Regions from separate parts of the Mus musculus genome. Here all the other regions are linked to region 1. A link is a contact called in public HiChIP or PLAC-seq and promoter capture Hi-C data. All regions are on one chromosome and are shown on one strand. The core of a region is the stretch at or near the end of the contact, and the rest is flanking DNA. Distances in the headings are between cores, read along the strand shown.

Evidence for each region. Promoter capture Hi-C pulls out the DNA fragments that hold promoters and counts their contacts. HiChIP or PLAC-seq counts read pairs in DNA pulled down with a chosen protein or histone mark.
Region 2: a FOXA1 HiChIP or PLAC-seq map of pancreatic cancer cells shows a contact between it and region 1. The contact joins the enhancer-like site here to the promoter of 6030443J06Rik in region 1. A contact is called at or near these places in 8 of 39 promoter capture datasets (the 3T3-L1 cell line, 3T3-L1-derived adipocytes, cranial neural crest and 5 more), 2 of 484 Hi-C or Micro-C datasets (adipose-derived mesenchymal stem cells and embryonic stem cells), 9 of 115 datasets of contacts at active chromatin or transcription factors (astrocytes, embryonic stem cells, forebrain and 2 more) and 1 of 9 other capture datasets (adipose tissue).
Region 3: a promoter capture Hi-C map of pre-B cells shows a contact between it and region 1, with 5 times the contacts expected there. The contact joins the promoter of Fbxl13 here to the promoter of 6030443J06Rik in region 1. A contact is called at or near these places in 5 of 39 promoter capture datasets (3T3-L1-derived adipocytes, cranial neural crest, liver and 1 more), 1 of 484 Hi-C or Micro-C datasets (CD4 T cells) and 5 of 115 datasets of contacts at active chromatin or transcription factors (astrocytes, forebrain, memory CD8 T cells and 2 more).
Region 4: a contact with region 1 is called in an H3K4me3 HiChIP or PLAC-seq map of embryonic basal ganglia, with 5 times the contacts expected there. The contact joins the enhancer-like site here to the promoter of 6030443J06Rik in region 1. A contact is called at or near these places in 6 of 39 promoter capture datasets (the 3T3-L1 cell line, 3T3-L1-derived adipocytes, cranial neural crest and 2 more), 4 of 115 datasets of contacts at active chromatin or transcription factors (embryonic basal ganglia, embryonic stem cells, epiblast stem cells and 1 more) and 1 of 9 other capture datasets (adipose tissue).

What each region holds. Positions count from the first base shown.
Region 1 is chr5:22,545,150-22,551,703 of GRCm38.p6, forward strand. 6030443J06Rik (RIKEN cDNA 6030443J06 gene) reads left to right here and starts at 5,264. Exons shown (of 3, transcript NR_102315.1): 1 at 5,264-5,323. Orc5 (origin recognition complex, subunit 5) reads right to left here and starts at 5,189. Exons shown (of 14, transcript NM_011959.3): 1 at 5,043-5,189; 2 at 2,775-2,867; 3 at 1,249-1,449. The coding sequence starts at 5,114.
Region 2 is chr5:23,416,016-23,422,547 of GRCm38.p6, forward strand. The region is part of intron 1 of 5031425E22Rik (RIKEN cDNA 5031425E22 gene); the gene reads right to left. Among named protein-coding and RNA genes, the nearest start is that of 5031425E22Rik, 14 kb to the right of the region's middle. Within about 2 kb of position 2,561, at least 443 of the 459 cell types and tissues checked have an H3K27ac peak or open chromatin away from gene starts, as enhancers often do. A contact at or near this core is called in 3T3-L1-derived adipocytes, adipose tissue, adipose-derived mesenchymal stem cells and 9 more, where this site is marked.
Region 3 is chr5:21,643,062-21,649,439 of GRCm38.p6, forward strand. It overlaps Fbxl13 (F-box and leucine-rich repeat protein 13), which reads right to left and starts at 2,544. Exons shown (of 21, transcript NM_001199632.1): 1 at 2,401-2,544. The coding sequence starts at 2,475. It overlaps Armc10 (armadillo repeat containing 10), which reads left to right and starts at 2,945. Exons shown (of 6, transcript NM_026034.5): 1 at 2,945-3,174; 2 at 5,559-5,707. The coding sequence starts at 3,042.
Region 4 is chr5:23,196,033-23,201,694 of GRCm38.p6, forward strand. The region is part of intron 2 of Lhfpl3 (lipoma HMGIC fusion partner-like 3); the gene reads left to right. Among named protein-coding and RNA genes, the nearest start is that of Gm17434, 120 kb to the right of the region's middle. Within about 2 kb of position 1,264, at least 14 of the 459 cell types and tissues checked have an H3K27ac peak or open chromatin away from gene starts, as enhancers often do. A contact at or near this core is called in embryonic basal ganglia, where this site is marked.

The DNA of each region.
Region 1 (6,554 bases), core at 4,014-6,513:
CACCTGGCTTGTAGCTTTGTCTCACACATTTCAGACAATTTCTGAAGATGCTAGCAATGAATGAAAGCCAGTGGGTGCACACCAAAAGAACCCCAACAAGAAAGTGCTCTCTTGGGCTAAAAGAGCAGGAAAGGGAAGGCCTGGCAAAGCTTCTAAGGTACTGCACACTCTTTTTGGCCTTGAGGGTTGTGGGGAATCCCTGTACAGTGGGCAATTTTGTATTGAGTGCAGAAGGTTTTGGAATTGAGAGCTAGTAAAGGTAGGGCCAGTGTCAGTTTTATCTGTTGAGGAATGTGGATGGTGGCTTGTTATCTATTTGAAGGTTACTTTTGGGTGGGAGGCTTTTGAGATCTCACACACCCATCAGGCTTCTATGGGAGCAGTTATCTCTTACTGTTGGAAGGCTGCACCCTCTTAAGTTTAAAGGCTTTAGTGGTTTACCATTTTTATCATGCAGGGAGGTACAATGTTTTCTCCAGTGGAAACCTTTGTGACACTGGGGACAGACTGTCTTAGGGGCATTAGGATCTTTTATGGGAAGGGAGTTTTGTGGGCATTCATTCCTTGTGTCCTGTCTCTCTACATTTAAAGCAGACTCCTTCTGTTTTTATTGCTGTACTAAAGCCTGAGCCACAGATGTAATCTGGTGTGTAGACTTACCATATCGCTAACTTCTCAGTCTTCATGTGTGTTCTTTCTTATCTCCCATTCTCTGAATACTGGAATGTTCACATAAACCCATGCAATGCCACAGGACTCATCTGTATCATAGCTACCTGTACTGGTAACTTAATCCAGTCTCAGAGTTTTATATAGTGCCTATACATACGTTTACCACTCCAAAACAAAAATCATCATGCTGGATCATTAAACCAAAACCAACCTGTCCTTCTCATTGTTTCGTACTTGGTCCCAACGATGAGAAAACCAACTGATAATCCGATTCATTCTCTTCGGTCTGTCTCAAATCTTACCACTCATGAAGCTATACATGGTCATGAACATTAGTACTTGGCATATCATGGCTACCACTTATTGTAGTCTGCATGTTGTCTTATGTGAATATGTGTTATATATAACTCTTCTGTTAGGCAAAGCTCCTTTTTAACAGCAGCTCTAACACATTTTTATATCACAAAAGTACCTTCCACAGAGCACTATACAAAATAAGATTCAAAATAAATATATGGAAGTGTATCTACTGCAGTTTTCAAATTAAAGATAATATGATCATATCAAATTACTTACAATATACACAGTCTGGTCCTTGAGATGTTCAGCACTGGTCACTTGCTTAAATAACTGAACAAAGTCATTAAATGTTTCACAGGTCATTTCTGTAGAACACCCTGCATCTGAAGAATTAAGATGACTCAGCTTGTTTAAAATTTGTTCCAAAAGTAGCCTCGAAGTAAAACATTCAACACAATTCACAAAGGCATGCGGCAGCTGAAAACAAAACAGCACAGCAGGGTAAACAGAACATACACAGTGCAGTGTCTGCTGGGTGGCTTCTAATGGCCTCAGTGAGTCTACACCCTACTGTTCTCTATGTGCCCTGTGCCCCAGAGCCTGACCATGTAAAGTGTATCACCAGGTCCTGGGTGGAGAAGTCACAGGAGGTAGCAGCTAGGGCCTGAAGCAGGGCGGTGAGGGAAGCAGCTCGTTGTTATTTCAGGGTCTACATTGTGCTGTAAAGGCCAGCGCTCCAGCTGGGTTCAGCTTCTGTAAAGCAGCTAGTCTTGCCAGTTTTGGCAACAGTGTCCCTAAGATCCCTTGAGGTCTGGGGGAGATAAATGCCATGATGAATATTGTCCCTTCTAAGTCCCTTGAGACTTCCTCAGCCTTTGTAGATAGTTCCTTACTCAAACTCACTTCAGTGATTTGAGTTTTTCATTTGTTTTCCTCTAGCACCCAAAGTAAACTTGTATTTTTCTCTCGAAATATTATTATAAAGAAACCAAACTACTTTTGAATGTTGAAACTCCTAGTGAGAACTTTATTTACTAGAGAAGATTACTTACATTAAATAAATGTTACATTTATTTAGTAGGAAGATACCAACAATATTTGCTTTCACATTCATTTCCTTATGTAGAACACTCATAATGTCTGTTAAAAATAAGTATCTTGCTTATTTTTGTGCTATTTTTGACTCAAATAATAGTATTTTTTCTAAGCATGTATTTGGGCATCTATAACAGAAACAAATCTCTTCTTACATTAAGTGATTGCAAAAAGTAATAAAGTATTAAAAATATAATACATTCCTTAAACATAAAACTCCTTACTGGATTTTCATGCTTTTATTCAACAATTATCTCCAGGATACTTCATAGACAAGTTTTCAAATGCAAGTTTTCAGAGCAACTCAGCAGGCCATCTTAAATATGCATCCTCGGAGCTAAGGCAAGACCAGAGTTAGCAACCTGAAGCTGTGGCCTGCACATCTGTTTCTGTGTACACACTTGCTGCAGATCACAGCCATACCTTCTCAAATAGATATGGCTTACTGCTGGCTTAGGACATAAGTAGGTATATGATAATATTCATAAATAAATAGCATCTAAAATACTTCTATAACTGTTTATAATAAGAACTGCAATTCATTTTTCATGCGTTAACATTTAGTACCTAACAATCCCAAAGCTGACTCTACTTGCCCTGGTTTGCAGATAGAGAAGGCACTGGGTGGTGAAATAAATTGTCTCGATTCATTCCGTCTCTAGTGACGTAAGAATAAAGGTCCACATCAGGGTTAGGGTTATTCTTACCTCTAAAGTTTTCAACAATGTTTGTGTTACATAGGTCTTCCCACTGGCAGTGTGTCCATAAATAAAGATGGACGGAAAGCTGAAATGATGTCTCTAAGAAAGAAAAGACAGGATAACACTAAATCCAAGTTATTTCAGTGGTATATACATATTCTTTTTTTTATTATTATTATTTGGTTTTTTGAGACAGGGTTTCTCTGTGTAGCCCTGTAGTTCCTGGCTGTCCTGGAACTCACTTTGTAGACCAGGCTGGCCTCGAACTCAGATATCCGCCTGCCTCTGCCTCCCGAGTGCTGGGATTAAAGGCGTGTGCCTAATACTTTAAGTTGAACTTAAATTCAACTCAACGTGTGTCCCCTTATGGAATTATCCTATAAAATTATAAGCGACTGAGCAGCACAGATACCAGTGTCAAACAGGGTAGACTCTGATGGCTTCAAACATCTACTGGGGAGACATAAATTTTTAAAATAATTTCAGGTATCATTTCATAAGCAAAAAGGAAGCTCATGACTTTTTGTTTTTCTTTCTTTCCAAAGCTAGATGAAATCTGGAATCCCATCACACTTGTATACATCTACTCTTTGGAGCCTACTACAGTATTCCCTGCCCATACAAGCTTCCATTGCCGTGATTAATAGCATGCTCAGAGGCGTCCTGTGGAGGAAAGGGTTTACTTCAGCTTGACGGTTATAGTTCATCATGAAGGAAAGTTGGGGCAGGAATTCCAGGCAAGAACCTAGAAGCAGAAACTGAAGCAGAGGCCACGGAGGAAGGTGTCTTAATGACTTACTCAGCTTGCTTTCTTCCCTGGAGTTGTACCATTCCCAGTGGGCTGGGCCCTCCCACATCAATCATTAATCAAGAAAATGTCCTACAGACTTGCCTACTGACTATCTGTTGGAGGCATATTTGTTTTCAGTTATGTTCTCTCTTCCCACGAGGGCAAAACTAACCAGCATGCTCCCCTTTTAAACAACGTTCACATTGTCACCTAGAGTTGAAATGAACTCTGACTCCACTGTCACTTAACTTTTCCCCAACATGTGCCACAAGACTGAATCTGGCACAGTGCCACACACAGAGCCAGTGCTCAGAAAATACACACTTGCTAAACATATAAATTAGTCTTCTACGAGCATAGCTAGCTCTTTTTTCTTCTGTAGCTATTTGCTATAGTGGTTCTTTGTATTTCCCACATGCAAACTTCCTTGAAGAAAAATATTGTTTTTGTTAGATGTAGTATTAAATAAGAGCAAAGGTGAAGCCTTTTCTGGGACCCACTGCTAAATCAGCCCTACCTATCTTATTTTGCTAATAAAGTATTCCTCAAAAAAAGAGGAGTACTTTTGGTTAGAATAATCTGGGTTTATCAAGTCCAATGAAGGAATGTACAGAGCATAAACAATTATACATTTCAATAATATAGGTAACTATAACTGAAAGCATTATAACTAGGAACTACAGATGCAGCTGACCTCTAGAATTGCTAACATGACGCCTTTTAGATGGAGGGAAGTACTTTTCCATGACTATTTCATCTGCCACCACAGACGCACTGGATCCGACACTCTGCTGGATGAAAGTACATTTCTAAAGGAAGACTAAATGGCTATTTGTATTTGCTCATCTCCCAGATAAGATCCAAGTGCAATCAATTCTAATTAATGAGCACAATGCAAGGCAACTGAGAGAAATGAATGTTACTTCAGCCTGTGTTCACTTCAGAGGCTAACCTCTCCCCTCTAAATCATCTCATCTGGTCGGCAGGGAGAGAAACCCAAGCGAGACTTCTCCTGGCTTTTATAATTCTAGAAAAGCTGAAGGATTTTAAAGGCTAAACCACAGCGTTACCCTAATTGGCCTTGAAGCCAATCACCTCTCTGTATTTGACCCAATCTATACCTCACTACAACGGGCGAACTGGCGTTTAGTAAACACTCTGCAAACAGACTTCCTACCCAAACCCTGTTCTGCAGCAACTTGCAGTAGCTATTTGGGGCTCACATAATCTCCAAAGTGTGGTCCAAGTAAAAGGAGCACTTCCTAGCCGACGTCCTGTAGAGCAGGCCAGCTCTTCCTCTGCAGTCTCCTTTAAAATAGACTGAGAAGTTTCTTTGGGTAAGTGTGGGGCAGTCATACCGCACCTCCATCTTAACATAAGGGGGATAGCCTACCGCCTCGCAATCCACACAGTACTCCCCCCAAACGGAACGGATCCAGGACGCATTCGCCTCTGGCATTTGGGAAGCAGTCTGACTACAATACCTCTCCAAACAGGGACTGCAAAGTGGACACTTGGGCCTCTCGACAGAGGACCATGCTCTCCAAGTGAGACATTTTGGCGGGCACCACCTGATACTGCAGAGCAGTTGGCCTCCGGTCAGCCCTGCGCCACTCAGGCGTGGTTCACGTAGAACAACCGCAAGCTTTCCGGCCGGAAGCCTGGGCTGGGGGCGGAGCCAGCGCGGTCGAGTGACGTCAGGGAGCCGCGCGACAACGTGGGCCGCTCTAGTCTCCAGGCGGCGGTGCTCAGTGGTCGGTTACTGGTAAGTGGTTATCGCTTCCCACTCTGGCCTGAGCTTTCCAGCCTGAAACCCTTACACAAGCTGAAGGGCGACCTGGGGGCACCTCACCGCCCACCTTCTGTGTCTTCAGTTCCCTCCAGAAAGCCGCACACATAAAAGTACCGACAGAAACGAGTATTCTTTAAAAAAAAATTGGTTTTCCTCTGGCAAGAAAGTGGACAATGGGAACTCTGTGGAACTAACTAAATAAAATCATTTGTTTGTCTTTGCAAGCTTGAAACTAGATGTGGAAGTATTCGAGTGTTAGTGAGGGTAATCAGTAAAATTAACGTTGTCCTTGCACATTTATAGGACACCTGGAAGAAGAAAAGCCTTGAAATGAAAGAATGTATAGGAATAAGAAAATTCGTGTCCAAAGAGAGGGCTTTGGGTCCTGAAAAAAAAATTTGGTCTGGAAACATTGACTCAACTTTTTCTGAATTTTGAGATGTTGGGAGAATCTTTGAACCGTTTATTTATAAACTTCCTTATATAGAACATAAGGACTATAGTAGAGTATTTTTAAGAATAAAAGATAATGTACGCAGTGTCTGCTACACATAGATTTCATAAACAGTGCAAAAAGACAAGGAAAACACGGCACCCATATTAGAAAGAGGCCCATTATGTATTATTGAACAATACAACTGCCTGTGGAGGAAATCTAATTACCACACACACACACACACACTTTGGTTCCAAAGTGGTTGTACAAGTTTGAATTACTACCTGCAATGAAGAAGTATTCCCCTTACTCCACAGCCTCTACCATAAGTAGTTAGTGACAATCCTTTCCCAATCTGTAGGCTGCTGTTTGGTCCTGTTGATAGAGCCCTTTGCCTTACAGAAGCTTTTCAGTTTCATGAGGTCCCATTTATCAATATTTGATCTTAGAGCCTGAGCCACTGGTGTTCTATTCAGGACATTTTCCCTATGCCAGCGTGTTCATGGCTCTTCCCCACTTTCTCTTCTATTAGACTCAATGTATCCGGTTTTATGTTGAGATCCTTGATCCACTTGGACTTGAGGTTTGTGCAAGATGATAAATATGGATCTATTTTCATTCTTCTACATACAGACTGCCAGTTAGACCAGCACCATTTATTGAAGGTGCTTGCTTTCTTTCTTTCTTTCTTTCTTTCTTTCTTTCTTTCTTTCTTTCTTTCTTTCTTTCTTTTTCACTGTATAATTTTGGCTTCTTTTTCAAAGATCA
Region 2 (6,532 bases), core at 1,311-3,810, 870 kb after region 1:
ACAAGATATATAATCAGCTATGGCTTCAAGCCAAAAAGGCTCTCCTCAGAAGAAGCATGATGCATTTTATGATAAGGTGTTGTGTACCCTTGTCCCTCCAACTAAGGAAGAGAAGAACAACAAAAGACCTCAAGCCCCCCAAAGCTTGAAGCTGTATGTCGAGCAATTAATAATCTGTTTCTACTTGATACTGACTGCTGTACAAGGTGCCTTTCACTTAGGCGTTTTCTTTGCTGCATAGTGACAGAGAAAGTGCAAGTAACTTAGGTGGGAACAACTAGATTATCCAGTTAAGTTCACACCACAGTCTCTGTATTCAGGGTGTGGCACTGGGAATGAATGCACACAGTTTCAGCTCACACCTCGGTCTCAGTATTCAGGGTGTGGCTTGGGGGAATGAATGTGCGCAGTTTCAGCTCACACCACGGGTCTCGGTATTCAGGGGGTGGTGCTGGGGAACGCACATACTTTACTACTGAGCCCTAAGGTCAAATCCTAGGAACTAAATAGAGACACCATTTCTTTTAAATTTTATTTTAGACAAGTAAAATTCGTACATATTTTTAAAAACAGAAACAAACATTCATATTTAATTGAAATCTAGAGAAAATATCTTCTACCCAGAATGCCTGATTTCTGAATATTTTTATTTTTTGATTTATTGACGTGCCACCTTTTCTTTCCTCAACAGAATACTCATTTTATGCAAGCAACCAGATTTACAAAATATATTTTATTATTCTCCACTGTCACACATTTTCACTGAACATTTAAGGTCACAAATAGACAGGCAAGGTGATCCAGCACCCTGACAGCTGCAGGGCACTAACACCTTAGTAAGTGCACACAAATACATACTGAGGTTTTTTTTTTTTAAAGCAAAATTAGGATTATCTTGTAAATATCACTTCAAGGCCTACGATAGCCATCTTTCCACATCAGCATTTTTAAATGATTGTCCGTGCAGCGTTGCCAGGCGAGTAGTACTGAGCCACAACTCTCCTCGCCTGTTTCATTTTGGTTTGTATTTTTACTGTTAACATAGCTTACATAAATAGTACATCTTAAGTCTGTACTAGATTGACCTTTCTATTATTTGCAAGTATACTCTACTGTGTGGCTTCCTCCCCATCAACAAGGCTTTAAACAAGAGGGCTCTTCTAATCCCAATCAGACTGTATTTACACTTTACAGTTCATATGCAGTTTCCCATTAAATGTTCTAATGTACAAAGAACTTCTGGTTCAACTGGTGTGGGGATCTGACATTTTTACCTCTCTGTGTGAATTGTGGATGCTGGCTGTGTCATTCAGTCGTGGGTTTGGTGTCCTGCAGAGATTTGTAGACAGCAAGTGTAAAGAAATCAAACCCCCAGCCTGAAACAGGGATGGTCCAACTGTTCCCTGTATATTCCAACCTGGTGGGTCCGCGGTAAAGCACAAGTTTGGGGTTATTTTTTGTGTAATAATCTTTTACTGTTTAAATCTTCATCGCTGCCTCCTAAGTTATCCCAAACACATTATTACATCGTTAGTGCACCTAAAACAGCAAAACAACAACAAACCCCAAGCGACTTCACTCCTGCTTTTGTCCCCTAATCTATACCCAGTTCTAAACCACCTAGCCAAACAGTGAAGCCGCGCCCTAAAAATAAACGGGCACATGTGTGAAAACTTCTAACACCTAGAAACCTACAATGTACTTAAACTCAGCCTGATTTTTCCCTGTAAACTAAAATCATGGTAGGACTACCCAACTTGGCCTTGTCCATCACCCTACAGCATATTTATTCAGTATGGACCTGCAAAAAAGGAAGCCACACAAAAAAGAAGCATCCCTTAGAAACCAGAAGCCAGTAAAGTCTGCTTTGGAGGGATCAGTTATACTGAAGAGCTGTCAAAATACACACTCATGTGCTACAGCATGCTTCTCCATACCTTCATGTTTTAGGTGGTGATACCCAGCAAAGTTAATCATCCCCCCGCCCCCGCAACTCCCCCACCCACCATTCCCTTCTTTCTCTGTTAGTTACTACTGCATATCTGGTATACATTATCTCATTTAATCCATCAATCTAATTTAAGTGAGAAAAGGCTGGACTAAAGAGATTATATTTCAACAAGGACACTGCTCTACTTCCCCAAACTGAGCATCATGAAACTAACCAGGCATGATGTAATTCTGTAACCCAAGTCCTCAAAAAGATCGGGCCAAATGCAAGACCGCTTCAAAAACAAAAGCAAAAAAATTGTTATTTCCACTGGGCGCAGACTAACCACCATCAGCATTTCCGGAAGATGGCGGCTGCACTGGGCTCAAAATGTGAGCTGGAAGCTCAGACGACCGAGTTAAGCAGGAAGCTGCACTACGGTGCTTTACAGCGAGGATTAAAGAAGGGATAAGCTCGGCCGCTGTATGTAGCCTCGTCGCTCTGCTCCGTGAAGGTCCCAGGAAAACGCCGCCCGGCTCGAGCGCCGCGCACCCGGCCAGCCTGCAGGCGCAGCTCCCGCAGCTGCTCTCCCGAGCGGAAGGGCAGCCGCCGTGACGCAGACAGCGCCGGGGAAACGCCCTGCTCTGTGGTACAAGCACTCGCTCTGTCACTGTGGGACTCAAGGCTTGAGGTCTAGAGCACAAGCCCACGCTATGCTTCGCCAAGAGGTGTTTTTCCTCTGGTGTAAAATTTGGCAGCCACAACGGGGTAGCTTGGTTTTATCCATGGTTAGGACACGCCGGCTATAGGTATTATACGGTAAAAGCCCGATTACTACAAAAGGTCAAAACTAAGCTACTGAACCACTCGTCAATCAAACCGGGCTTAAGAGAATGGATCCTCAGTACTTCTCACTAAAGAAAAATCCTTTCCTACAGCTTTTCACTCAGGCCACTTTTACTGGACTAATTTCTAATGTCAGTTAGGGAAAGGATCACTCCAGTTGAAAGCTACAAGAACATTAAACGCTAGAATAGCTAGCTGCGCGTTACAGGCATGGTGATGTATGCCTGTAACCTGAGCTAGAAACAGGAAAAAAAAAAAGGCGTTGATCTTTTGACTACCAAGTGATTTCGAGGCCAGCCTGAATTACACGAACCACGCCTCGCCTTTAAAAAATAAAATTATTTAGTCCCATTAGGGCACCATTATGTCTAAGCTTCATTATTTGTCAGCCTTCTCTTAGAATCTGAACACCTTGCACAGGATTTCTAAGCAGGAGTGTCCATGGAGAATTTAACAGGATCTGTGCACTATGCTACTCTACGCACATTAACAGCATTCCGAGAAGGGATCCGCCTTTCAGAAGCATTAATTAGGATGGATTTCTGGTTCCGAATTCCTGCAGTGTATTGTGCCAAGCCTGTAACTCTAGAGGCAGTGTTGAGTTGGTGGTCAGTCAGTCTGAGTCACCTGAGACCTCGTTTAAACTCTTGCCCACCCTCGTCCTCGAAAAGCAACCCACATTAAGGTCATGTGGACCATGGAGTCAATCTTATAAAAAACCTTCTCAACCTATGTAAAAGCTAAGTCTCCAACTCCTCATACTTCCTGAGAGCCGGGGCTGCAGTGATTTCCCACTATGCCTAGATTTTCTATTAGGACTATTTTTCAATTGTGGCTGGGTTCACAGACTTCTACCCTAACTTTTGCTGGGGATTGAGCCCAGTGCTTTCCCAGAGCTACGCCTCACTCAGCCCCTAACCCCTCCCCTTCCCTCAGTACTAAGAATCAAACGTGCTGGAACTGACGAAGACTACATTTCAACTCAAGGCAGGTGATCTCCTATGTTTGAGGCCAGTCTAGTCTATAAAGCAAGTTCCAGGCCAGCCACTGAGAACTTGTCCTCTAAACAAGACAAACCCATGACCTGAAGCATACTAAACAAGTGCTCTACCATCAAGCTATGACCAAAGCCCTATATAATCTAAAAGCCCCAGTAACTGACCACTTATGGAGCACATCTGCTAATATTGAGCTGACTAGATAGGCACTTTCTCTAAATCTGTTAAATCATTTGTTGCAGCGAATCCCCTCTCGATAGAATCTTCAGAAGTGTACAAGTCTCCGTACAGTGAGTTTAAAGTGTGCAGTTTTTCCGTTCTCAGGAAGGGGACTATTAAATCTCAGCTGTGATGTGGCTGTGTGTAGCTGCTCATCCCAGCACTGTCAATACACAGCTCTCTAAAGCCAGTGACTGTTCAAAGCTGCTCCTCTTTATCAGTTTGTATCATGCACTGGGCTATTGTAATTGGGGTCTTTTCATAGGGAAATCTGTATTGCAAGTGCTTAGAGATGCAGCTTAAAATTCAAATTTTACTTTGGATAATACTGACTTGATGCTTAGGTTGAGGTAATTTGCTAAAATCGGGGTGGGGGGGGTGAGGAAAAAGGCAGGCATTTCAGGATAAAGGACTGGAATAAAAGTGTGTGACTATGTACTGTCATGTCAGTAAAACTAGCTGGCTACATCTAGTAGTATAATCTCCAAACATAACAGCAATACTTTCATATATGGCAGTGTCACTCTGTGACATCTACTAGGCCTGAAACCACATGGTGGAACAGATCATATTTGCTGCTTCTGAGTACTTATAAAATTACACTTGCTAAATTTGTACACTGCCTTCCATTGCTAAAATGTTCTCCCTAAGACAGGCTCTTTAATCACCCTTTCCTCCCTCCTCTCTCACGCAGCCATCTTTGGAGACAACTGTACAGAGGCAACACAGACTGTGTAGGGGGGTGTACTTATTTCCCAGGCCTTTGAAAAAGCAAGCACTTTTAACTACTAAGCTATTCTCCACTCCTATTTTTACAACTTAAACAAAGCATCAGCCCCTTTTATGAAACAATCAGTAAAAACAAAACAACCCAACACACTGCTCTTTCTATAATCAGGCAGAAAACCTTTGCCAGCTCCACCCCTAACTTTTCTTACTGTTAGTCCTGACTGACCTGGAATTCACTATATAGACCACTTGGGCCTTCAATTTGGATCCACCCGTCTCTGCCTCCGGAGTGCTGGGATTAATACAGCCCATCTGGCTGACATAATAATCTTTGTTTTTAAAACTTCCATCATTGTCAAAGGACGATGCTTGTGGGATATGCATTTATGATTAATTTTTAAGTCTAACATAGCTTTTGATACTTTATAAAACGCTTATGTCACAGGGTCCATAATGTTATAGGAAATCTTTACTGTGCCTAACTTTATTAGTAACCTGTCAAGTAATGAAATATTCATGGTGATTAGTGATGGTAGTGCATTAAACTCTAACTTTGTAGTCTTATTTTAACTTGCATTTTTTCTTAAAAAAAAGATATTGGCAATACCCTAGGGAATGTTGTATCATCAACTGTCTAGGTATGAGGTTATACTATAGACACACATACTAAAGTAACATGTATGTATTCTTTAGTCACTATGATGGCATATCTTTTCTTTACCTTTCTTCCTTTATGTCAGCAAGATATGGGCCCATATTGATAATATAGTTTAGACTTACTGGGTTGCTTGGGTTTGTTTTCAGAGACAGTCTTACGTAGTCCAAGTTGGCCTCGAACTCCTGATCCTCCTGCCTGCAGTCTCTCATGTACTTGGTTACCTCAGGTTACCTCACCTGATAAAACCTACTTTTGTGTGATGCTAGGACCTGAACCCAGGGTATCACACAGGATAGGCAATGGTATAATCACTAAGCAATAACCTTTATGATGGTATGTAATTCCATCTAGTGTCTGGGACATCATATATATAAAACCATTGATATATGTGTATACCTATCCATATCACCCATCCATTAACCAATTCTGAACATTTGTATTCTCCCTGTTTTCTTATATATACTAACAGATCCCTTTATAACAGAGTTAGCAGGGGACATTTTTTAGTTGTAGAAATCTTAAGTCCAAATAATTTAATCATTCATTTAAAAATATTCACTCTTTTTCCTTATTTCCTACATGGAAAATATTATGTGTAAGAGACCAGTCTTAGATATATTTATCATCCCACCCATACTTTTTAAAAAAAATCCACAAAAACTATTCAACTCGTAGTGTGACTTACTGCAGTTCCCTTATTCTTAGTCCACCCATGCACACGTGAATGATTATTGGACCTTAGTAGGTACTGGCTGGCGATTTAATTGAACTTGGTCTTCACCACAAAGCTTTCTGGCATCTTAAATTATCTCTGAGTTCTTATGAATGGCTAATTACTACAAGTACTAAAACTTACTAGCACTGTGCCCTAGGAGAAGAGGAATTCAGCAAAAACAAACCCCAAACAAAATAAAACCAAAATACTTAACTTTATTGCAAAATGAGCACAAAAATCACATGCATGACAAAAGAATCCATATAACATTTTATTCCAAATAAAATGTCTAAAGCTTAGCATTATAATCCCAGTAGCTAATATAAATCACTACTTAAGAAACATTCCTAAAGAATTAAAAGTTAAAACAAAAAAGTTAACATTAAGTTTTCTAAACACCTTTCTCTACTTTAGCTGGGTTTCTTTTCTCTCTCTCT
Region 3 (6,378 bases), core at 1,294-3,793, 900 kb before region 1:
TGTTTGAAAACAGGAGATTATAGCAAAATAGATGAAAAAGTATCTTTATAATTTTAATAAGTGGAATGCATTAAAAGGAATCAATGGGCATTCCAAGACTGAAAAATACATTATCTACAATTAAGATTTCACTTATTGTATTCAACAGATGGGATGAGATGTAACAAAAAGCAGAATTAGTAAAGTTAGCAATCCACTAAATAAGTCAATGAAAAATATCCAAAATATCATCCAGAAGACAAAAAAGAGGTAGCTGGACAAAAGCTAAAACAGAGGACAAGGGTAGAATTTTATTATATTCATGATTGGATTCCTATAATAGAAAAGAATTGGGTAAAAATAACAATAGATTTAAGTAATTGGTTCCAAAACCAATGAAAATTAAATATCAATCAGCAGATTCAATAAGCTTAGTAGATCAGGCAAGTGTTGTGGTTTTGGTTTGGTTTGGTTTGGTGTTGAGGTTTTATTTTGCTTATTTTTTGGTTGTGTTTTTTATTTTTGAGTCTTACCATCCCTATGCCTGGGCTCAAGCAAGCTTCAGCCTCAGTCTCCCTGGCAAGTAAGAGTTTACAAACCATTACAAACCACTGGCATGGGTAGGCTTTGGTTTGGGTTTTTCCTTTATCAGAGTGTACACAGGTTTGTAGGGAAACAGTGTTGTGGATGGACAACTAGGTTTACTTAGAACACACAGGCAATGTTCAGAAGAGGTCAAACATGCATAGATAACTGCAACAAGTACAAAGTACAGAGAGACCTGGCAGAATAGAAGTCACCTTAATGGTCTGAGGGAAAGTGAATGAGTGTGCCCAAAACCTGTCTTGCCCCTGCTGTTAATGTGTGAGCAGAGGTGACTGAAGGGATCATCTGGATAAAATCACGGGGAAAAGCCATCCTAAAAGGAAGTGTTGTGCCCAATTGCCCTGGAGGTTGAATGGCACTCTTCTCTCTCCCTTAGAACTCCCTCATTCGCCCCATTTCAGAACTCCCGCTGTATCACCACATAACATACACCGCGTAACATAACATACAGATAAATGGGAGTCACCAGTGATTTCTCAGCTCCCTGCCCCCAGGAGTACAAAACCTGGTTTTCAATACCATACTGTCCTCCCGAGGCAGGGCAGAATGAGGGGACTGGAGGGGACTGGAGGGGACTGGAGGCGGAGGTAGAGGAGGAAACCCTGCTCCTTCAGAACTGATCTACTTTCACTGCTCAGAAAGGACTTTAAGTCTGCGGGTAAGAACCTAATGGACTTCAACTGTGCTCACTTGAGGCTGGGTGCTGTATCTCCAGACACTTCAACCAAGGATGTCGAGGCCAGTAATTAGGCTCTGCTTACATAAGGTCAAAATGACACATTATCTTGAATTCCTGGCCTCCCCACTCCCAGAACTAAATGAAGCTGTTCATAAATGCACTATATGTTAGTTACTGAGAGAAAAAGAAACTTCGGTTTTTAATCTAACTTTGTTACAGACTATACTCTTTGGGTGATGTTAATAAAAGGGGAATGTTTATCCTTCTGGGACTCTGGGGTGGTACCCAAGGAGGGTTTTCCCTTCTCCTCTGATAGGGGGAAGGGGGTAGTGGGGGAGGGGCTTGTAAGGGACTGGGAGGGGAGGAGAGGGGTGGGCTGCAATCGGGAAGTAAGTGAATAAAGAAATTAAGAAAGAAAAAGAAAAGGGGTAGTAGTTTCTTGGCAACATTTAGAAATGTAACCTTGAAAGTCACAAGAAAAAATACTGATGTCAGCATTGTGAAGACAACACTTAAGGTCGACTCTCCCTTCAGAAGCCCGCAATTGTCTGACCAGGTGTGTTCTACTCTCTCTACTGGAGCACCTTTGTTCCTGCGTTTAATGAAGCCAGCTTTGCTTCATACAAGTTGGCCCCGAAATTCATTTCTTTGTTGAAACCAAGACCTCAGGTTTTGCTTGGTGGCGATCTCTAAAAAGGTGTGTTGTGAAGCTGTGTGTAGAGGCAGGTGACTCTTCTTCCCTCCTGCTAACAACGAGGCGGGGCGAAGCCTACACCCAGAACCCCTCAAGTCTTTTGTCTTCAAGTGGCTCACCACTCACTTCTTGCTCAAGACGCTCTTCCATAATAGAATTTAGTAGTTGACACTTGGAGATTCCAACCCAGGCCCTGTGCTCTTTGCGCCCCCTGCAGATTGTCACTTTCCCCCGTCCCCTTCCTTTGTCATCCCCACCTGGGCTTGGTTTTAGCCACCGGCACCCTTCGGTCTTCTCTAACCTACCCTTCTCTCTCTAGTTACCCTAAATTGACTTCAAGCTTCCCCATCCTGCTCCTTCTTAGCTCCAGTTCCGGGAATCTCCTTGCCTCTCCCAGTTTTTCCCCGCGCCCACTGTGTGAGAGGCTATGTGGCTGCAGTACCTCACAGATTTGAGGAATGTACTTGTCCCTGAAGTAGCTCCTTAGCCTGGGGGTGGCACTGCGTAGTGAAGCCATGGTCAGAAGCAGGACTCAGAATGCGTTTCATAGGTTACTGCTGTTCACGTTGAGGAGGAGAGACGCGCCGGAGCGTTGCCTAGCAACCACAAAGGAGGTGCCAAATAGTCCAAGCCTTTCGCGAGATGAAGAAAGAACCTAGCAGGGAGGGGGCGGGGCAACTGGGGCGGGGCGGGGCGATTGCAGAGGGGCGGGGCAGAGAGGGGCGGGGCGAGTGCAGAGAGGCGGGGCAGAGCGGGGAGGGGCGGGGCAGGACAGTACAGGCCGGGGCCGGGTAAAATGAGAGGGCTGGACGGGAGAGTGAGTGTTGGGGCGGAGCTAGGGTCTGTGTTCAACGCGCCGCAGTCCCGGTCTTGGTCCAGGAAAAAGCTGCTTGCACTAGGGGCATCCCGCCTGCCTGGTGAAAGGAACCGCAGCACACAGGGTGGGAGGGCTTCCGATTTTAGCAGGGCGGCTTCCGGAAGGCGGAGCTCCAACCCCATTTCCTTTCTCTGGGCTGGTTCTGGCCCAGCTGCACCTGCGTGTGGCCCTGGCTCCTCGGCTCCCTGCAGCTCCGAGGCAGCAGCATGGGTGGCGCGCGGGACGTGGGCTGGGTGGCAGCAGGGCTGGTCCTGGGCGCCGGCGCCTGCTACTGTATCTACCGGCTGACTCGGGGACCGCGGCGAGGCGGTCGCCGACTGCGCCCTTCGCGATCCGCAGGTGAGGCGATGGGCTGCCCGGCAGGTGGACTGGTTCGGGGCTCCGGACCCACCTCAGGCCAGGCTGGGTTGGAGGTGCCCTAGACACCCGCGACTGCATGGGGAGAAAGGCTGGAGGTAGACAGACGACTCTGGAAGCCCAGGTTGCCTTGGGTGGGTCCTGAGCCGCTTCCCTGCTCCCACTTCTTTGTTTAAAATAAGAGCTGAAAACATTGCCCGAAGTGTCCTGTTACTTCCCTTCGGCTTCACAGCCAAGAGCTGAGGTTTCTCCGAGCCAAGTAGATTGCCTCTCATTTTAAAGTTTTACCTGAGCTTTTGTGTTGTTATCAAAGAGATGCCCCTTACTGTGAGAAGGTTCTCAGGGGCCTCAAGCCTGGGTTGAAACTTTGCTCGTGCTATGTGAAGAATGGATCCCTGAGATGCAATTCTGCCAGCACTTTGTGGCACCTGTCCTGGGAAGTACCTTTAAGTCATCCGTAGCGTCCCTGCAACCGGGGTGTGTGTGTTGGGAATAAGAACCACAACCAACAGGAGACACACCCTTCTAAAAGGATGGCTTAAGTCGTGAAAACTGTTGGAAAAACTATTTGAAATAAAACCTGCCAACCAATACCTGCTTGCCTCAAAGGTAGAGAAATATATTTGTTTTTAAACTGAGGTTGGTGGGAGCTAATTGCCCTTCCCTAGAACAAAAATAAGGCACCTTTAAAGGCAGGTAGAAAACACATCTTTGGGTTGTACAACTAGCATTTACTTTTCAAAATTTGCACTTACTAGAAGGGACCAGGAACAACCATGGATTTATATTCCAGCCTTCCATTTCCTCCAGGAAATGCTGTAAGAAAGGGGAGTGCACAGAACCTTCCCCTTTGGTCACAGAGGAAAGCAGTTTTTGAAAATGAGCATTTGCCCTTACAAAGCCTGATTTGTAGGGTGCTTGTTTGTGTGTGGGTTTTTTGTGGTTTTGTTTGTTTTTTCTCTCTGTCAAATATTTCTATACAAGAATACTTTGGTGGGTTTTTGTTGTTGTTGTTGTTGGTGGTGGTGGTGGTCTTTTGTTTTGCTTTTTTAAGGCAGAAGATCTGATGTGTCCCTGGCCTGGAACTCACTGCATAGCAGAAAATTTGAACTTCTGATTCTCCTGTCTCCATCTCCGGGGTTGCTGGGTCTGACAGCATCCACCACTACACTTTGGTACTGAAAAGAAAACCAGGGTCAGACAGCTTTAAAAATCGATTGCCCACAGCCCCTTCCCAACGTTCTACCCTTGCATTTGAGAGAAATCTATTTCTTCTTCTCCTTAAACTGTTGAGAAGTGTGTAATTCCTCCTGTGAAGTTTGTTGGTCCAGGAGAGGAAGGTGTTGCCTAGCTCTAATCCCAGCCCGAGTCCACTGAGGTAGGATGATCACGAAATAGTGCCAGTCTAGGCTAACCTGCCTCCAAAAACAAGTGTATTCCCCAAACAAAGACTCTCTGAGGCCATTGAAAAAGATGGAAACAGTATCAAATAACTCAACTTGATGTAAGACCCTGACTTATATAATATAAACTCATTCAATCATTACTAATGAAAATCTATCAGGGAAATAAGATACAGAGCCCAGATGGACACATATGGAGAATTGATAGAATTATATGTTGTTTATTGTATTAATATATTTTTTAAAACTACATGCTATTGTATAAAAGTTATTAAAATAGTATTTCTGACAACTTGTAACAGTAAGAATAGAAGGAATGGGGCTGGAGAGATGACTCAGAGGTTAAGAGCACTGACTGCTCTTCCAGAGGTCCTGAGTTCAAATCCCAGCCACCACATGGTGGCTCATAACCATCTGTAATGGGATCCGTTGCCCTCTTGTGGTGTGTCTGAAGGCAGTGTACTCGTGTGTGTGTGTGTGTGTGTGTGTGTGTGTGTGTCCCCACTGGGAGGGGGACATCTAAAGTGCTTAAAACAATGAACAATGCCAGGCAGCCATCTACAGAGCCTCTGACATTTGACTTAATATTTCTTTTCTTTATTCTTTCAGACTCTGGCCAAAAGAAAAGTGTAAGCAGGCGTTCCCACACACTGCACCTCCCTGGTCCTCAGTAGCGCCTCCCCTCCCACGGGCCAGCCTCCATGGCTGACACCACTTGCATTTTTAAAGCCATGACCTTCCTTCTTCCTCTTCTCCCATCTCCCTCTTCCTAGCAGATGCCAAGATTTGTAGCTTGCCTGTCCTGTGGTTTTTCTCTTAACACATGAAAATTGTCCATGACCTTTAAAAAGCCAAACAACTGTGCCCAGTATCAGAGTATATGTTTGAACATTTCACACATTAACAATAAAACACATTACTGGTGAGTTTCAATGAATTCTAAATGGCTTCCTTCTTATGCAGAAGACCTAACCGATGGCTCCTATGACGATATCTTAAATGCAGAGCAGCTTAAGAAACTTCTGTATCTGCTGGAGTCAACCGACGATCCTGTCATTACTGAAAAGGCCTTGGTCACCTTGGGAAATAATGCAGCCTTCTCCACTAACCAGGTAAGCCTCCTCTTTCCACACAAGTAGCTGTGGCCCCATTCTGAACTCTTAGCTATCCTCATATGGCATAGCCACTTGTGCTCACAGCAGTGTTTGCTTTTCCTGCTTCAGAAAATCACACGGATGATGGCACAAAGTAATTTCTGAGAAGCTGGACGCTGACGTCACGTTCATAATAGCTCCCGTTCAACACTAAGCAGAAAGTGGTCTTTTCCTTAAAGTTGAGCAGTGCCTTCATAAAACAGTGAATGCGCCTAGCATTTAAGTCTGTGCTTTAGTGAGACAGACAATCTTGGTGGAGAGGACCCGATGTAGGTGGTCCTTCAGCCAGTGGTAACCACAAATCAGTGTAAGTGACTGAGACCCGAGAGCATAATTTGAATGTTCTTCCCCCACAGAGCACGAGGAAAAACAGTTTGTGGGTTTTTTTTTTTCAGCAGTTTTTTTTTCTTGTTAACATTCACACCAACGGAGATTTATTTTGAGCTAAAAGATTTTGAAGGTTTTGCCGCTAAAACTGATAAGTGTTTGGGGAAAGACATGCATTTAAGGTGATTGCATGATGTATACATATATCAAAACATACAAACGACTCCATTAATTTATAGTGCGTGTGAGTGTTTATGTATCAGGTAAAACAAAGGGAGCTAGGTCAGTGGGTAAAGTGCACT
Region 4 (5,662 bases), core at 14-2,513, 650 kb after region 1:
TACAAAGAACAGGGTTAGATGTAAAGGCACTGGAAGGGAGGCCACACTGAGTACCACAGGAAGGAGAAGATGGTGTATAGAGAAATAGGTAGCAAGGACACAGAGAGAAGAGCTTGGTTTAAGAGAAGGCTCTGAGGTAGACTCTACAGGCTTGATGGGAGAGGCTAATTCATCTCCTGAAGTCTGAGCCACTGGAAAGATGATTCGCTGGTGATTGGGGGAAAATAGTATCCACAGAGCAGTGAGTTTGGTGAAGCAGAAGAAGGCTACATGGGGAAAGGCATGAGTTTCTTTTGTGTAGGATAACTCCATCATTTTGTCCAAATGGGCAAACATTTGGAAATAAGATATACTATTAGTGCTGCAGCAACAACATAAATTAAACCCATCCCTAGCCAAAAAAAAAAAAAAAAAGAAAGAAAGAAAAGAAAAAGAAAAAAAAAGAAAGGTCATTCCAGCCTCCACAGAAAGTCAGGATAACCAAATGAAGATGCCAAGCAGACAGTAGATATATGACTTTCCACTTAAGGAGAAATCGCTGAAGTATTTTTCATCAGGAAACCATTTAAGGAAATTGTTTCCAATTGCTTTGTGATGTGTAATTAAGGTGTGTTTATGAATGTTGTCATATAGATGCCAAGGAGAACTGGCAGCTGAAGATCATTGCTCAGTCTTTCCCTTATAGCACATTTTATGTTCAGAAGTCCAACAATACCCTGGGTGTGCCAAAGGCAACTTTCTTTATTTTGAAGCTAGAGTCTGTATAAAATCTGGTGGAAGGCACCCTGCATCCTACTAATGGAGGCCTGCCAGAAAAGCAAAGGCTGGTACGCACACATCCACTCTCCATCCTTAAAAGAAAGAAAAATAGTTAAAAAAAAAAAAAAACAACAGTATACTGACTCTACATTGGTGGCATCATTTGCTGGGTAGATGACAGCATGTTTTACTGTGGCTGTTACAGTCATTAGCAATTATCATTACTATTATGACAGATGCCACGCTGGTGCCAAGCATCCGTCTTTGCCAGCACTAGCATAAATGAGTGCATACATTAACGTTCTTCCCACTTTTAGTTCACAATCATCTTGGAAGCTTAAACCTGAAATAAAATGAAGGTTAACTTAATGCTGACACCTCCTGGCTGATAATATCAGCGTAAGAGAAAGCAACACATTCAGCAGCTGAGGGATCTTACAGTGAGTCTGCAAGTTAATGTTCCACCAATAAGAATTTGTTACCCTGAGTTCGATAATACAAAGAATTGCTTGTAAAGAGGACAAAGTGGGCATTCAGGAGCACCCATTGCATCCCCTGAGGCTTCTCTCCAGGAGTCACCGTGATGCTCCTGCCTGTTGTAGCCGCTGTCTTATTTGGAGAGAGATCAACAACACTTCTCAGTAGCTGATGTTCAGTGTGATCTAGGACGCTTACATCTGAGCTTCAGTTCATTTTATTGGTACGAACATCACTAACAGTCAGTCAGCAGCTGCTGGGAAGGTTGTTATCTCAAAAGGAGAGAGAAACAGTCACAATGACCCAGTACTGTACAGCAGGGGGGATAAAGGAACCATAGATATCTGCATTAGCTTGGGTGTACTGCTTAGTGAAAGAAGGAAAATGCAAAGAATACATACAGAAGAAAATGGCCTTGGTGTGGTTTGGGGATGTGAATGTGGCTGGCCACCCCACAAAGAAATCCAGGTAGGAGACTGTCACTCAGAATAATGGTCACTCCAGAAGAGAGAGATGACCTGGGACTAGTATGGGACTAGGAGTGTCCTAACACTTGACATGGCCAGGGGCTAGACATATGTTCATTCCATCACTACTTGTTAGACTGTGTACTTGTGTTCCACATCTGGAAGGGTTTCTTTCTCTCTCTCTCTCTCTCTCTCTCTCTCTCTCTCTCTCTCTCTCTCTCTCTCTCTCTCTCTCTCTCCCTCTCTCTCTCTCAGAAAGATAAGAAGACCACATGACTAGGGATGGGGATAACTAAATGTATACATTTTAATGTTCTAATTACAGTGCTTTGTTCAAAGACTCCAGTTGGGACCCTTTCTCCTCCTTTCCAATAATCCTTTCTACCCTGTTCCATGCCCTGGGGTCTCTCTTGGGACTGGTTTCTGGTGCATAGCAAGATCATTTCTTCACAAATTGCAGGCCTGGCTTGTTGGAGAGTATGGTAATGTAGACACCACCTCATGCTAGTACTGCAGGTAGGTGGGTCCATCGTTGGAACTGTCAGGGTACCTCCTATCCCACTCTCCAAAGAATGAGGGATCCATGTCTGGAACTGTCTTGATAATTCAGGATGCAGAGGCCAAACCCCTTCTTCCCATACCTGAGCACATTCCATGCAGGACAGCCCAACAGGAATTAGTCCCACATTGTCCTATTATCTTTTCTAGGAGATGTACAAGTCTTCATCTTGTATTTGGAGTATAAGACAGAGTCTCTGTCCAAAAGGACAGCTTGAAGAACTGCATCTTACAGAAAATATTTATTCTTAAACCTCTTGACAGGTACTTTTAAGAGAAATATGTTAGCCAATAGAGTCTAAGACATTCCCCCAAATCAACCCACCAAGGCAACAAGAATCATCAGGTTGGGTGATAAGTGTGCCTAAAAAAGAAAAAATAAAAAACTCACACATATTCTAAACCTGATTTCTTTACCTTCATTTCTAAGCCTAGCAGAGTTACATGTTGCTGCCCAGGACTCTGTACTACCTCTAAGGGCTGCTTGAACCACTATGCTGTATGCTGATATTGCTCCATAAAGAGATGCCTTTGCTGAAGATAAGCAGATAGCCCATACAATGCACAAATGCCAACTGTAGTTCAAACCTATTCTATTTCCTTGGATTTTAAATCTTCACCTTTGATCTTAATTTTAGTCCTCTACAGTAACCATAGTAACTTCTTTCAATTGCTCTGGGCTGTTGCATAAAGGAGACATTGGCTTAATCTCTTAAGCTCCATTTGAAATGACACATTGGTCTGGGTGGCAACTTCCATATAAAATGAAAGTCAGAAGCCATTCTCCAGAGCACATGGTAGCTGTCAGACCTACTTGTGACAATGACATAAGGTCTGAGCAGACTTTTCCCAGGTGTGCAAGCATCTCACCTTGCCACAACTCCTCCTCAGTCCACTCTTGACTATTTTAACACCACTGTATTTGTCTAGAAAATATACTTTCCAAGCCTGTCTCACTAACCTGTGTCTTCTGCCTTCCCATCATCCTCTGTGTCAAGCATGATTTCTGATCAAGACCTAACTTTCAAATGACCAGCTTCTACTGTCATCTTGGGGATATAGTTTCTCCTTATGCTTTCTACTCAGTCCAAGCCCATCATACCCTGGCCACCCCAGCCCACAAGGATCTCTCCCAGTTGTCAGGCTGCAAGTCTCTGTCCCTCTGTCTCTCTAAGGACAACATTAGATGTTCATTAGATGATCGTTTTGTATTGATATTTACACCAATGATGACAAGTTTGCCAGTCCTTGTAGTGAGTGCCAGGTGCTAGTTATTTTCAACCTCAGCTTACAACATTCAACCCAGGAAGGGTTTTTTCCTCCTTATTGTACTGTACTGACCTGATCTGCCTGCTGGTTTGATCCTGCCCATCCAATCAGAAAAGACCAGGATTCCCCCTTCTCTCTCTCTCTCTCTCTCTCTCTCTCTCTCTCTCTCTCTCTCTCTCTCTCTCTCTCTCTCTCTCTCTCTCTCTCTCTGATTTAAGATCTTAACTGTCAATACAGTCTCTGTAACCCATCATTTTCCAAATCTCCAACAACACTTGAGTGCCTGTGTTTAAATGAATAGAATACTCTTTACTTTCTTATTCTGCTTTTTCATTTTTTAGAGATCCCTGAGGAAAATAAGAATGGTGTATGTGCCTCTGGGTGTGTCATTGTGTGCATGCATTATGTATGTGCCTGTAAATGTGTGCAAGTGTGTATGTGTACATGTGAGTATGCATGTGTGTATGTGTGTGAATGCACATGCGTGAATGTGTGTGTGTGTGTGTGTGTGTGTGTGTGTGTGTGTGTGTGTGTGTGTGTGTGTGTGTGTGTGTGTTCCTGAGACTCTCACACCTCATGGAACACCAAGGCTTTTTCTTCTTGATTCACTGAGAACATCACAGAAGCCTCCCCTCTCAGAACCATTTGCTGATTCTAATTCTATTGAATGTTCCTTCCTTCAGTCCCTCCTTGCACCACACTGTCAACTGTCTTTTGAAATCCTCCTATGGCTGACTCATCTTCAATATTTAGTTAAAACTCTATTCCAATACCAAGTACTCAGACCAGGGACTGGCAATTTGAATTCAGATTTAACAAGCCAAAATATGGCTCCTTTCCAAAGCAGGCTGGCTACATTTTAAGTATCCCATAGATACCAATGACTAGTGACTTACCATTTTGAACAATGCAGAATTATATGTTCAGTAACATTTTTAAAGATGAAATCAGAGATATGGCTTAGAGGGCAAAGATGATTGCCACCGAACTTAACAGTCTGAGTTTGGTGCCTGAAACCTATATGGTAGAAGGAGAGAATTGACCCCCACAAGTTGTCTTCTGACCTCCACACAGGCATTGTGGCACACACATACAAGCAAATAATAATGTAACTTTAACTTTTTTTAAAGAAGGAGATAGAATGTTTCCAACATCACAGGAATTGTTTTGGATAACATTGACATGAATAAATCGGGAAAAAGAATAAGGAAACAGCAAGAAAGCTGTATTGACTCAGCAAAGACCACACAAATTCATTTTGATGCTCTTAGGAATATGTGTACCTAAAGTCCTCAGAAAAGTAGGGTGGGTCTTCTTCTACCACCTTTGAGAAGACTCTTCCTTCGACCTTCTGTGGAATCTACCAGAACTGTTGCAATCCACATGGCAAGAAGCCTTGCCTGGAGTTGAAGACTTGTTTATAGAACCCCTTGCCTACAGACAGCAGCTGGCTGAGTCACCCCAAGATCTCTGCATCTTTGAGCATCTTGATGATTTTAAACCGATTGCTGCACATTTGGTTACACATCACCTCACAGATATTTTTACTACCTGAGCCAGGAGTGAGCATCTCGTCATAGTCCTTGCTTTATAAATAAAATAATCAGTGGCCTCAATTTCAGGTATTCAAAAGTACTGTAAGAGAGAAACAGGGAGTAAAGCCGGAAGAACAAAGAAGACATTCCATGTCCTATAAAATGTTGGCTTTTTTGTGTTGGATTTGAGAATTTGTTTGCTTGGGTTTGTTTGTATGATGCTGATGTTATGGTTTGAAAGTCCATAGTCTCTATTTATCTATCTATCTATCTATCTATCTATCTATCTATCTATCTATCTATCTATCTATTTCCTCTTAACAAAAAGGAAAGCTGTTCTTATACTCTTGCCTCTCCCTTGCCTCTTACCTCTTACCTCCTCTCTCCCATCCCCTGCCCCCTCTCTTTCCACATGGCCATGGCTGGCCTCTACTTTTCTATTCTCTCCTTCTCTCTGCCTTTCTCTGCCTCTACTACCCTCTTAACTCCCCTCCCCAGGCCCTGAATAAATTCTATTCTATACTGGAAAAAAAGGAAAGCTAATTTTCCTACATAAACTAAAATCTTTCCAATGTATATTTAACTACTTACTTCTCA